Regions from separate parts of the Sus scrofa genome. Here all the other regions are linked to region 1. The links are chromatin contacts, called in public Hi-C maps. All regions are on one chromosome and are shown on one strand. The core of a region is the stretch at or near the end of the contact, and the rest is flanking DNA. Distances in the headings are between cores, read along the strand shown.

What was found. A called contact is a pair of places that touch in the nucleus more often than the background predicts.
Region 2: a Hi-C map of liver shows a contact between it and region 1, with 3 times the contacts expected there. A contact is called at or near these places in 6 of 47 Hi-C or Micro-C datasets (alveolar macrophages, blood, embryonic fibroblasts and 2 more).
Region 3: a Hi-C map of liver shows a contact between it and region 1, with 4 times the contacts expected there. A contact is called at or near these places in 5 of 47 Hi-C or Micro-C datasets (alveolar macrophages, blood, embryonic fibroblasts and 1 more).

Annotation. Positions count from the first base shown.
Region 1 is chr3:58,898,987-58,903,529 of Sscrofa11.1, forward strand. The region is part of intron 3 of ST3GAL5 (lactosylceramide alpha-2,3-sialyltransferase); the gene reads left to right. Among named protein-coding and RNA genes, the nearest start is that of ST3GAL5, 38 kb to the left of the region's middle.
Region 2 is chr3:58,752,785-58,757,327 of Sscrofa11.1, forward strand. It overlaps the pseudogene LOC110259988. Among named protein-coding and RNA genes, the nearest start is that of POLR1A, 85 kb to the left of the region's middle.
Region 3 is chr3:58,769,648-58,774,190 of Sscrofa11.1, forward strand. No RefSeq gene overlaps it. Among named protein-coding and RNA genes, the nearest start is that of ST3GAL5, 91 kb to the right of the region's middle.

The sequences.
Region 1 (4,543 bases), core at 940-3,439:
GAGCATATATCTGGACAAAACTATAATTCAAAAAGATACATGTGCCTGCGTGTTCATAGCAGCACTATTCACAGTAGCCAAGACGTGGAAACAATCTAAACATCCATTGACAGATGAATGGATTAAGAAGATGTGGTCCATATATGCAATGGAATACTTCTCAGCCATAAAAAAGAACAAAGTAATATCATTTGCAGCAACATGAATGCAACTAGAGGTTCTCATACTAAGTAAAGTAAGTCAGAAAGAGAAAGACAAATACCATATGATATCACTTATATGTGGAATCTAAAATATGGCACAAATAAACCCAGATACCAAACAGAAACAGACTCACAGACATAGAGAACAGATTTATGGTTGCCAAGGGGGAGGAGGGAGGGAGGGAGTGGAGTAGACTGGGAGACGGGGTTAGTGATGCAAATTGTTACACTGAGAATGGATAAGCAATGAGGCCCTACTGTACAGCACAGGAAACCATATCAGGTCTCCTGGAATAGACCATGGTGAAAAATAATATAAAAAAGAATACATATGTATGTATGACTGAGTCACTTTGTTGTACAGCAGAAATTGGCACAACATTGTAAATCAACTATACTTTAATTAAAAAAATAAAACTTTTTAAAAAGTTTAATATCCTTTTGAGGAATAGGACAGATACCTCCTGTGCAACTCTTTATATCCCCCAGGCAACAGACAGAACAAGAGTTCTCCTTTCTCTTCCCCCCTAAACTGTGGAACATGAGTTCCCCCTTTAGGTTGGTGGGGCCAATTTTAAACCTAAGTTCGCTGCTGGACCAGTTACAGCTTCTCGTGGGTTCCAGTGCCCTGCCCTGACTAGCTCCAGTAAGGATTCCTGACTCATCCCTGAGTCCCTGACCGGGGACTGGGAGAACCTGAGGGACCAGGTCAGCCTACCAACCCCCACTGCATGTGTGGAGAAGGGGTCATGGCTGCCCGAGCGACATTGTGGTTCTGGAAGAAGGAGGAGCAAGAAACGGAGACCCAGGAGGCAGCCTCGGTGACCCCCACGTCAACCCAGTTCTGAAAGATTTCCAGTGAGAAAGTCCCCTGCAGGGAGTTCCCCGGTGGCTCAGCAGCTTGAGGATCCAGCAGTGCAAGTTCAATCCCTGGCCCAGGAACTTCCACATGCCATGGTCGAGGTTGAAAAAAGAAAAAAGTCCCCTGGCATGAAGGAGGATTGGTGGGAGGCACAGTTGCATGAATCAAACACGTTTGTACAAGGGTTGGTCTGGAAATTAATAAGGAGAAGGTGAAAGCCTGCTCTATCGATAGTGGAATTAGGGGTTTCTTCTATTCTGTTATTTGAGACTTTTTTTTAAATGTAGGTTTGGAGTTCCCTTTATAGCTCAGTGGGTTAAGAACCTGACTGATATCCATGAGGATGCAGGTTTGATCTTTGGCCTCGCTCAGTGGGTGAACTGAGCTTGTTGCCACAAGCTCTAGCGTAGATTGCACATGTAGCTCAGATCTGGTGTTGCTGTGATGTAAGCCGGCAGCTACAGCTCCAGTTTGACCCCTAGCCCTGGAACTTCCATATGCTGCAAGTGTGGCCCTAAAAAGCAAATATAAATAATAAATAAATAAAATAAAGTAAGCAGAGTAGAAGTTCCTGTTGTGGCTCATCGGTAATGAACCCAACCAGTGTCCATGAGGACCCAGGTTCCGTCCCTGGCCCTGCTCAGTGGGTTAAAGACCTGACGTTGCTGTGAGCTGTGGTGTAGGTCGCAGACGCAGCTCAGATCTGACCCCTAGCCTGGGAACTTCCATGTGCTGTGGATGCGGCACTAAAAATATTTTAAAAATAAATAAAATAAGCAGAGCAGAGCTGGGCTGAGTTATTACATCAGTCCCAGCATTCATGCTCCCACACGGGTTCCTTCCTCTCCTGGGTGCTGCCCCTGCTCTTCTCCAATCATCTTGGAACATCACAGAGGTGAGGAAACTGAATCTTTGACTGCAGGTTGATGCTTTAACCCAGGTGACGCTCCTGATAAAGAGATCCGGAACTGGGGGGGGGGTGTTTAGATCAGATGGTCTGATTGTTTTCTTCCTAACCACGGGGTGTGATAAAATATGCATCCCATGACTTACTGCCTGTAAGCGTCCAGTTGGAGGAGTGTTAGTAGTTGTGAGCACTTACACCACCTTTGCCACAATCCCACTTGAATGTTTCATCACACGAGTTAGTTCCCTCTCACCCCTTCCGCGGTCAATCCCTGCCCTCAACCATCAGCCCCAGGCAACCACGGACTGATTGAGATTGTTCTGTGCTGTTCTTATACCTGCAACTTGGTTCTTCAGATTTCTCTGCTGTTAACCAGGCAAAAGTTGTAGACAGCTAACTTTCAAGGGAGTTAAACACGGCGGTAGCCAGTACCACAGTTTACAGATGTGGAAATGAAAGTTTCATAACGTAACCTATACCCTGAGTTCATGTGGTCTGAGGCTGATTGGCCTCCTGCCCAGGTCAGGTCAGCTCCAGACCCTGGACTCTCCTTCAACCCAAATACTGTACCCTGGCCTGAATTATTTATATATTTATTTATTTATTTATTTATTTATTTATTTATTTTCAGGGCCGCACCTGTGGCCTATGGAGTTTCCCAGACTAGGGGTTGAAATCAGAACTATAGCTGCCAGCCTACGCTACAGCCACAGCAATGCAGGATCTGAGCCACGTCTGCAAGCTACACCACAGCTGATGGCAACGCCAGATCCTTAACCCACTGAGTGAGGCCAAGAATCGAACCTGCATCCTCATGGATGCTAGTCAGATTTCGTTTCCACTGAGCCACAACAGGAACTCCATGAATTTAAATCAATCAATAAAAGAGAGCATTGCCTTTTACTTAGCATCATGCCATTTAACCTATATTTCTGAGAGGGATTGTTCTAAAACTTATGAGGTAGAGAAGAAAATGGAGATTTTTATGGAGGCAAATTCATTGTTTGAAACCCCTCAACAGATTCTCACATCATGGTTTTTCCCAGCAGACTGCCTTATCATTGACAGTTGGAAGTGCCCAATGCCTGTTTATTCTCAATTGTGGGCAGCCAGCAAGCTCAACCTGGAAGACTTTCAAAAAGTGAAGCTCTCGTGTCCATGCCTCAATTTGAGAGAAGAGGGAGTTCCTGTATCTTTTTTTTTTTTTTTAACCTTTTTAGGGCCACACCCATGGCATATGGAAGTTCCCAGGCTAGGGGTCAAATTGAAGCTGCAGCTTCCGGCCCACACCATAGCTATAGCAACACCAGATCCTTTCTGGTGCCACACCTGTGACCTATTGAGGCAACACTGGATCCTTAACCCACTGAGCAAGGCCAGGGAGTGAACCTGCATCCTCATGGATACTAGTCAGATTTGTTTCTGCTGAGCCATGACGGGAACTCCCCTCTATGTCAGCTTCTTAACCCACTGAGCCACAACGGGAATTCTGGAATGTCCATCTATAGCGAAGAAAAGAACTTTGTTCATCCCTCAGGCCTGGGGTCTGAGGACAAGTGTGTCTAGATGTGTGATCCCCCTCTCGCCCTGCCCTCACAATTGGGCCTTAAGTGCCTCTGGGTGCAGAGTGTCACTGGCTTGGAGGCCCAGTCAGGGGGAACCCTCCATTCTGGGGCTGCTCTGGGTCACGACCAGTTCCTCGCTTGGCTTTCCTGCCAATCCCTCACAGAGATGCCAGTTGAAGCCCTTGGTCTCAGCGGTGGTTTTGGTCAGCGGCTCTCTGTGGGCAGAGGCTGGGCTTGTGGGACTTGGTGAGGTAGTAGGACCAGGTGAGCCTGCCAGCTCAGCCCTCTTCCTGGGTGTGCCACTGGAGCCCACGAAGTGAGGACACTCAGGACCATCTTGCAAGGTGCCCTTGGTGTCACATGGTGACCTGAGACAGTGACCATGTGTAGTGCCCACAGCATCATCTGAAGCTCAAAGACTGTTCCTTCCCACCTTCAGACACAGAGGCAGATCCTTACACGTAGACAGTGTAACTCTCCCCCATACTAACAACTTTTTCAAGCTATAATTTACAAAAAAGGGAGGGGCTTCTGCTATTGCCAGGTAAGTATTGTTTCTATAGAAATTTTCTTTTTTAATATTTTATTATTTATGTATTTATTTTTGTTTTTTGTCTTTTTCTTAGGGCTATACCCGTGGCACGTGGAGGTTCCCAGGCTAGGGGTCTAATTGGAGCCATAGTTGCTGGCCTACACCACAGCCACAGCAATGCCAGATCTGAGCTGCATCTGCGACCTACATCACAGCTCACGGCAATGCCGGATCCGTAACCCACTGAGCAAGGGCGATCGAACCTGCCACCTCATGGTTCCTAGTCAGATTCCTTTCCGCTGCGCCACAACAGAAACTCCAGCAATTTTATTATATAGAAATCAGTCAAGACTTTGAAGAAAAACATAGTGGAGACGAACATTTAAAACAGTATGGTGATAATTCTCGCACAATTCAAAAGACATGTTCAATCCTAAAAATAAATACCCCAGCAAGTCTGGGACCACACACACA
Region 2 (4,543 bases), core at 1,022-3,521, 150 kb before region 1:
ATCTTAAAATTTTGAGTTTACAATTGAATTGGGGGCTGCAGGAGTCTGGAGAATGCTCTTGAAATAGGAAAGACTGGTCCTTAAAAGCGGACTAGGTGACAAGTCGTCTGTCAGTGACTACACTCTGAGTAGGTGGCCCTGGACTGCAGGGCGAGCAAGCCGGTTGCCGCCTGTGCTTGAGGCCATGCAGTTCAGCTGATGGATTTGCCAGGCCCTCTGCAGCTTTCCCAAACCTGGGGCAATTTTCTCTCTCCTGCCTCGTTTACACAGGGCTCCTAGTTCAGCCACAACCAACAAAATGGCTACAGTCTAAAGTTTCAGTATTTCAACACCATCAAGCCCCCCTTCTTCCAAAAGTCTGCTTAGAACAGAAGTTCTCAACTCTTCGCATTGGAACCACCTGAGGAGCTTGTATAATGACTGATTCTAGGACCCCATCCCAGAGATTCCTTTTTTTTTTTTTTCTTATTTTTAGGGCTGCACCTGTGGCATGTGGAAGTTCCCAGGCTAGGGGTCGAATCAGAGCTGCAGCTGCCAGCCTATGCCACAGCCACAGCAACGATGGATCTGATCCTCATCTTCGACCTACACCACAGCTCACAGCAACGCCAGATTCTTAACCCACTGAGCAAGGCCAGGGATGGAACCCACAACCTCATGGTTCCTAGGCGGATTCGTTAACCACTGAGCCACGACGGGAACTCCAACCATCCCCTCCTGTTGGCGTGATAACTCTTCAACATTGGAGTCGTGGACGGCAAGTTTCCCTACGAAGATCTTAAGGTCTGATCCCTGCACTCAAAAAGCAGGAGTGCATGTGTGTGATAAAGCTCTCGTGGTGCCAAGGACGCAGTGGAGTTCAGAGGATGCCTTGATCAGCTTCACCTGGGGGGTTGGCAAAAAAAGAGACTGTGATGCTTCTGGCTAGAAAGCAGGAGGCTCACAGCTGCCCCTAGCCCAGCCCATTAAGGAGACTCTGCGTCTTCAACTTACAAGTTCCTACCAACTGGGCACCTGTGGGGGCAGGAGGAGGGGACACTGGACCAGCAAGAGTTTCAAGACGCAGCTCTGAGAAGTTTCCATTTAAAAAGCTAAGCTTGGAGTTCCGTCGTGGCGCAGTGGTTAACGAATCTGACTAGGAACCATGAGGTTGCGGGTTCGGTCCCTGCCCTTGCTCAGTGGGTTAACGATCCGGCGTTGCCGTGAGCTGCGGTGTAGGTTGCAGACGCGGCTCGGATCCCGCGTTGCTGTGGCTCTGGCGTAGGCCAGTGGATACAGCTCCAATTAGACCCCTAGCCTGGGAACCTCCATATGCCGCGGGAGCAGCCCAAAGAAATGGCAAAAAGACAAAAAAAAAAAAGCTAAGCTTGAGTTACTGAATGAGGATCATGCCTCCGGTTCTTGAAGCACCTCCTCCCTCTTTCCAGGAGAGGTAATCAGGAGTTCTGTTTTGTCTGGGACACATCCCCACTTAGGAAAGGCCAGAACCTGGTCCCAGGGGATAGGGCTGAGCACCTCATCTCGCCTGGGCTGCCCTTGGGTGTCCTTAGAGCTGTTGAGCCTTTGGTGGTGGTTGTTTTGTTTGTTTTGGCCATGGCATGTTGCGGCTTGACGTAGGATCTCGGTTCCCAGACCAGGCATTGAACCCTGGGCCACAGCAGTGAAAGCAATGATTCCTAACCACTACACCACCAGAGAGCTCCCGGAGCTGCTCAGCCTTTGAGTAAATCGAGGAACCCAAGAGTTTGGGCTCAGAGGCCTGGAAGGCACATTTCAACCTAAAAAAATCCCACCCACGCCCTTCCTCTTCTCGTTCTGCACCCACCCAACCTTGCCCACTGCACCAGGCCCCCAAAGATGCAGGCCCTGCCTTCACAGATCTTGTGATCTGGGGCCCCAAACATGCAAGCAACAGGAAATTCAGCCCCTTGTGGTCTGGCTAGAGGTTGAGGAACCCACCAGGCATCATGCCAACCTGTGCCCTACCCCTGCCACTCCAGATAGGGACAGCGTGCACCCAGCTGGCTCTAGGGGGCTTTGGGGAGGGGGCCGAGTGGGGAGGGAAGTGAATCCAATCAGGAGTCCAGTCCTCGCCACCCTCCTCATGAGTCTGCTTCCACCCTAGTCGCTTTACCTACTCTCCTGAGTATAGGAGAGGCCGCCCTGTGGTTCAGCCTTAGGCCTTTCTTTTCGAGCAGCGGTCAGCCCTGCTCAGAGGTCAGGCGACCCTGCTGGCTGCTGCTTTCTGGACTGGTTTCCCAACACTGTCGTCTCAAGGAGCCAAGCCGGCCCTGGGCCTGTGGCCTCACATGTGATAGTTTCAGGAACCCTAGGCCCTGGTTCCCCTTCCTTGACCCATGGTTCTTGCCTGGAAGCGTGAACCTAAAGTCCCCATGCATTCAACCGGTCAGACCTCAAGAACGTCCTTGAGCAGCGTGGCTGCCTTTCAGGCAAGAAACTGAGCCGTAAGGAGTTCCTGCTGTGGCGCAGTAGGTTAAGGACCTGGCATTGTCTCCATGCCAGCTCAGTTTTGATTCCTGGCCACCACAGTAGGTTAAGGATCTGGTGTTGCTGGCATAAGTCAAAGCTGTGGCTCAGATTCAATCCCTGGCCCAGGAGCCTGCCAAAAAAAGAGAGAGAAAAAGAAAGAAACTAAGCCGTGAAATTGGATTCCTCTTGGAATCTTGGGTCCTCTGCTGACAGCTACTTGTTCTTTCTGTGCATCAGTTTCCTTGTCTATAAAATGGTCTTTAAAATTATGGAGCGCCTGTTGTGGCTCAGCAGATTACAGACCCGTCTACTATCCATGAGGATTCATGTTCGGTACCTGGCTTCGCTCAGTGGGTTCGCTCAGTGGGTTAAGGATCCGGCGTTGCCGGGAGCTGTGGTGTAGATCACAGACATGGCTCAGATCCCACATTGCTGTGGCTCTGGCGTAGGCAGCAGCTGCATTTCCAATTTGACCCCTAGCCTGGGAACCTCCATATGCTGCAGGCACAGCCCTAGAAAATAAGTATTCACAAAAGTATGTGCAGCTATATGTGTTTACCTATATACCAAGTCGTTTTTAGTGAGGGTAGGGGGCAGTTTTGCCCCCCTGGACGTTTGGCAGTGTCATCTCTGGGTATTAAACAGGAGAGGGGGGTGTTCAAGTCATTTAGCGGGGAGAGACCAGAGATGCTGCTGCATATCCGATAATATAGGGGCAGCCCCTGCAATAAAGAATTACCTCCCCTTTCTCCTGGCTGGCAGCACAGGGGCCCCATGATGCCTGGAGTTACTGTAAAAGGCGTGAACCAGTGGGAGTCTGGAGCTCTGCCAGCCTTCCTCAAGAGGTCCAGGAAGCTGAACGGCCCTGAATGGGTGGACCCTGTCAAGCTGGCCAAGCATACAAAGCCGACGCCCTGTGATGAGAACTGGGTCTTCTGCAGCACAGCAGCTGGACCTCCGGGGCCGCGCTGGGGACCCCTCCATCACTAGGATCTTTGGGGGATGTCAGAGAAGCAGTGTCCTGCTTGACCACTCAGCACAGGCTCCAAGAATGCCACCGGGTCCTCCAGGTCCTGGAAGGGCTGAGAATGGTGGAAAAGGACCAAGATGGGGGCTACAAATGGGCACATCTGGAACAGAGAGATCTGGACAGAATCACTTGGCAGGTGGGAGCTGCCAACAAGAAGCATTACAACAAGTGATGCTGAGTTAATAAATTGCCTCATTTGTAAAAATAAATAAATAAATAAATAAATAAATAATCAAAACATCCAGCCCTAAACATCAGTGGTGTGGAATTTGAAAAACCCTGCCACATACACATAAGGGGAGGGGTGTCAACTATTTCTTTTAAGAAACAGAATCACTTGCATTTTAGCCCCTCTGAGAGGTAAGCAATGGCATCTCAATTTAATTTGCAATTCCCTATTAATAATTCTGAGCATGTGTTCTCTTGTGACACAGTGGGTTAAGATTCCGAGTTTCACTGCAGCATCTTGGATCACTGCTGTGTCTCGGGTTTGATCCCTGGCTCAAGGACCTCCACATGCTGTGGGAGTGGCCAAAAAAAAATCTGAGCATCTTTTCATAAATGTTTTGGCTAGTCTGACTTACATTTATGAGAACTGTCTATTTGTATCCTTTGCTCTTTTTTCTATCGGTTGGTTTCTATTGACCTTTACTGTCAGTTTTTTTCCTTTTTTTTTTTTTTTTTTTCCTTTTTGAAGCCACACCCAAGGAATTTGGAAGTCCCCAGGCCAGTGGTTGAATTAAAGCTGCAGCTGCCGGCCTATGCCACAGCCACAGCCATGCCAGATCCAAGCCCCATCTATGACCTACACCACAGCTTGCAGCAGTGCCAGATCCTTTAACCCACTGAGCAAGGCCAGGGATTGAACCTGCATCCTCATGGATACTGGATGTGTCCTTAACCCACTAAGCCACAACAGGAACTCCTACTGTCCATTTTAAAGAACTCATTTCTTACAGATATGGATAAGCCTTTGTCATCTGCATTCAATACTGCCCCCTCCCCCCATTTAAATGAGTGAGA
Region 3 (4,543 bases), core at 1,239-3,738, 130 kb before region 1:
AGATACAACAAAGTTACAGTTCTGTTACTGAAGAGGATGTAACAAATGGACCATTTGTAAAGACTTGGGCACAGATGAAAGGAAACCAACAAGGATGGTGCAGCACCTCCTTAGAGAGCCATTGGCATGGTCAGCTTGTAGAGACCAGCAGAGGAAGTGGTTACCGGGTTGCTGGAAACCAGCAGTGGCCTTCAGTGTGGGAACCAGCCATAGGGCTGCCAACCCATCCCCCACTGGCAAGGAGCTAGAAGCATCAACGCCCTGTGGACTCTTTCCTCCTGCCCTCCTGTTTCCTGCTGGTGTCCACAATGGGATGAAGTCAGCCAGATCCCAGAAGGGGCGGAATCTCCGCTGACAGTTCACACAGGTCAGCCCCAAGGTGGAGGAGAAAGGGGAGCGGATCAGGACGGACAAATAGAATATTCAGCTCATTCATATTGCCATACAAGTCAAAGCAACACAGTAGCAACAGGCCATCCTTTACCCAGCGCGAACTGTGGACCTAGCGTAAGAAAATGACATAAAGCCAAGGCTGGTGGGTAAATGGGTCTTTCTCCTTGAAAGCTGGTCTGCAGGGAAAGGAGATGTGCTGAGGTCCCCAGAAGGAGGCACCCAAGTGCACGTGCAGGCAGAGCAAGACAAAGGCCATGGCAAATCTCTTTTCAGGCTCCTGGTTCCAGCTCTCTGAGAGGCCTGGAGGCCTGTTTTCATGCAAGTCCCTTGATTCCTTAAAAAAAATTTCCCTTGTACACATGGCAGCTTGAGGAGATTTCTGTTTCTTATAGGCAGAGATCTTGGGTATACTTTGTTTGAAACAAAAGAAACTTTGGCACACTTAATTTCATTTAATCCACATAACAACGCTTGGGAAGTAGGTAGCCTTATCTCCACTTTATTTTATTTTTTAATTTAAAAATGTTTCCTTTTTGGCCACCTCACAGCATATGGACTTCCTGGGCCAGGGATCAGATCCGAGCCACAGCTTCAACCTACACCACAGCTGTGGGGCAATGCCAGATCCTTAACACACTGTGCCCGGCCAGGGATCGAACCTGCATCCTGATGCTGCAGAGACACTGCTGATTCTGTTGCACCACGGCAGGAATTCACTTATCTCCATTTTATTTTTGTAAGGCTATTTTTGTTTTTTAATTAATTAATTAATTAATTAATTAATTTTCTTTTTTAGGGCTGCACCTGTGGCATATGGAAGTTCCTAGGCTGGGGTAAAATCGGAGCTACGGATGCTGACCTACACCTCAGTCACAGCGACACAAGATCCAAGTGGCATCTGTGACCAAATGACACAGCTTGCAGCAATGCCGGATCCTTAACCCACTGAGCGAGGCCAGGGATTGAACCTGCATGCTCACAGACACTCTATCGGGTTCTTAACGGGAACTCCCCCTTACCTCCATTTTAAAGATGGAGCTGAGGAGTTCCTTAGTGGCCTAGTGGTTAAGGATTTAGCATCGTCACTGCTGTGACATACATAGCTTTGATCCCTCAACGGGGACTTCCATGCAATTATAGGTGCAGCCAAAAAAAAAAAAAAAAAAAAAAAAGATGAGGCTATTCGAGGTCCAAATAAGATTAGGACATCTTCATCAAGGGAACTGGAACTCACACACTCCAGTCGGCCTGACTCCAATATTCCAGAATTTTCTAGGACTCCATGAGCTGGCAAGGCTGGCCAAAAGTAATTTTCAAAACCAGAAGGGAACTCCACCCTTTTTTTGGTCTTTTTGCCTTTTCTTGAGCCGCTCCTGCGGCGTATGGAGGTTCCCAGGCTAGGGGTCTAATCAGACCCCTAGGGGCCGGCCTATGCCAGAGCCACAGCAACATGGGATCCGAGCCAAATCTGCAACCCACACCACAGCTCACGGCAACACCAGATCCTCAACCCACTGAGCAAGGCCAGGGATTGAAACCCACAACCTCATGGTTCCTAGTGGGATTCGTTAAACACGGAGCCACAACGGGAACACCAGGAACTCCACACTTGACCAAGGCACCCTATGAGGACTCTGGCTTCTCTGTCTCAGCTTGCCAGCTAAAGCAGCTAAAGCACGCTGGAGTTCCAGGAGGAGCCACCCAGCGCCTGAATATTTGAAAGGGACCAACCCTGGACTTGTAAAACTGTAGCCGAGTTTTTTTCAAGTACTCCCAGGAAAGCAGTGTATTTGCACACGCTGTAATTCCTCAGCTAAATGCCAAGGACTGGGTTGACTGCACACAGAAGCATCCTCACATCCCCCAATTCCAGCACCCCCAGCCCCAGAGATAGACCATGTCATTAGAGGAGGGCTGCCTGCTCACCTCCAATGTGGGAGCCTGGGATGGGGCGCTCAGCCACACTCACACTCACACCCACACCCACACCCACCCACCCACACCCACATACACACGTGTCATCCCATCCCCAGGCCCACTCCCCATCAGCATCCCCACCTCTGAGCAGGAAGGTGAGGTGAGGTAATGTCTCCACTGACCAGCAGCGGCCAGGAGACGAAAATAATCTCAGAAGCACTGTGTTTAATTTAAAGCAGACCCACCCGGCCTTAGCCAGGCTGCAATTTTACTCAGGACAACCAGTTTGTTTTTCTTGGACATTCCAGGAACTAACCGGCCACCCGTATAAAATCCCAAGGGGAATGTTAGGGGGGCCCCTTGCTGGGGTCCACGTGTTCCCTGAAGCTCAACCATTTGCTGCCTCCTCTCTCAGGCCAGGGACTCTTGCCTCTGGTGGGGTCACTTGAGGCCTCTCCCTTTGTTCCCAGTGGGTCCTTTGTCCCCAAGCACCTGACTCAGTGCCCAGAGTTCTGGGGGTAAAATGTTGTCAAATAGATAATAGTGATAACTGATCTGCTGAGCAAGAGCCCTCTCTGTGCCCTGCTGTTTGCTGGCCTTCAGGTCCTTGCCACATCCCAGCAGCCTGTGCTGAAAGTTTTATTGCTCTCTTTTCACAGATGCTCAAGCCGAGGCTAAGGGAGGTCACCTAACTTCTCCCAGGTCATCCTGCTGGGACAGGATGCTTCCCACCACCCCACCCTCAGCTCTGGGTCCAAAGCCCAGGCTCCTCTGGCTGCCCCTCTGGACTCCCCCCACCCCTCCCCACCCCTCAACTCCACTCTCCAGATCCTCTAACCTGAGGAGCTTCAGGGGCTTTACTTGACGGTGGTGCCTTGTCAGTCATATCATTGTGAAGGGAGCACCCAGGGGACACTTGGGTGACAGCTGGTGACAGGGGCTGCTGTAATCAAAGCCCTTCCTTCTAGTTCTTGGCGCCCCTACTTTGGTTTTTTTGTTTATTTTTTGCTCTTTAGCGCCTCACCCATGACATATGAAATTTCCCAGGCTAAGGGTCAAATTAGAGTTGAAGCTGCTGGTCTACACCACAGCCACAGCAACATAGGATCCTTAACCCACTGAGTGAGGCCAGGGATCAAACCTGCATCCTCAGGGTTCGTTTCTGCTGAGCCATGACTGGAACTCCTAGATTTCCTTCTAATCAACCCCAGAAGGGAAACTGCCTCTGCTGCCTCCCTGCCTTACGTCTCTTCACTCTCAGGGCAGCTCTCCAGCCTCATTACTGGGACTTCCCTGGATTTCACCTGGGGTAGGGTAGGCGGGATGGGTGGTGGGTCCTAAGGCAGGTAAGACCCCGTTGATGCCCCAGGCGGGCCAGAGGGAGGGAAGCTAGTGCTGCTGGTGGGGTGGGGAGCCTGGAGCTGAGGCCTGCCAGGGGACTGGTGATAAGGGCCCTCTGAGGGGGGCTGGCTCAGGAGACAATGGGCTTAGTGTGGGAGGCCTGGGCTGTTGCTGTCCCTCTCTGCTCCCTGGAGAGGTTTCCATGGCACCCAGACCCAGCCTGGCCACAAGTGTCAATGGAGACATTGTGTGGGAGTCCTTGATTCCCAGCCTCCCTCTGTGGTAGGGAGGGGAGGGGAGCCTTCCCCTCCAGGCCTGCCAATGCCCCCTAGCTCTGTGCTGTGGCATGGTCCCCCTCTCCGACTCTGGGAGGGTAGGGGGTGGGGTGGGGTGGGGGGATGTTGGGGGTCTTCCGGGGAGGGCAAGTTGTGAAGTCTCCATTTAGTCCTGCTTGTCTGGGGAGGGGGCAGCAGGTCACATAGTCCCCTTTTGTGCGTCCGAATCGAAGCCAATACATGAACTCTCCCCTCCCCTGACCCATCCGCAGAGATGAGAAGTTTTGGTGGCAAGTCTGGAGAAATGGGAGGCATTTTCCAAGTTATTGAGCCAAGAGAACATGCCACTCACTTTTTGTTTTGTTTTGTGTTCTTTTCTTTTTCTGGCCACCCTGCGGCATATGGAGTTCCCAGGTCAGGGATCAGATCTGAGCCACAGTTGTGACCTACGCAGAGGCAACACCCGGTCCTTTAACCTAGTGTGCCAGGCCAGGGATCAAACCTGCATCATGGCGCTACAGATGCACCACCGTTGATCTCATTACACCACAGAGGGAATTCTTTCATTTTTTATTTTTAAAAAAATTTTATGGGGAGTTCCCATCATGGCACAGAGG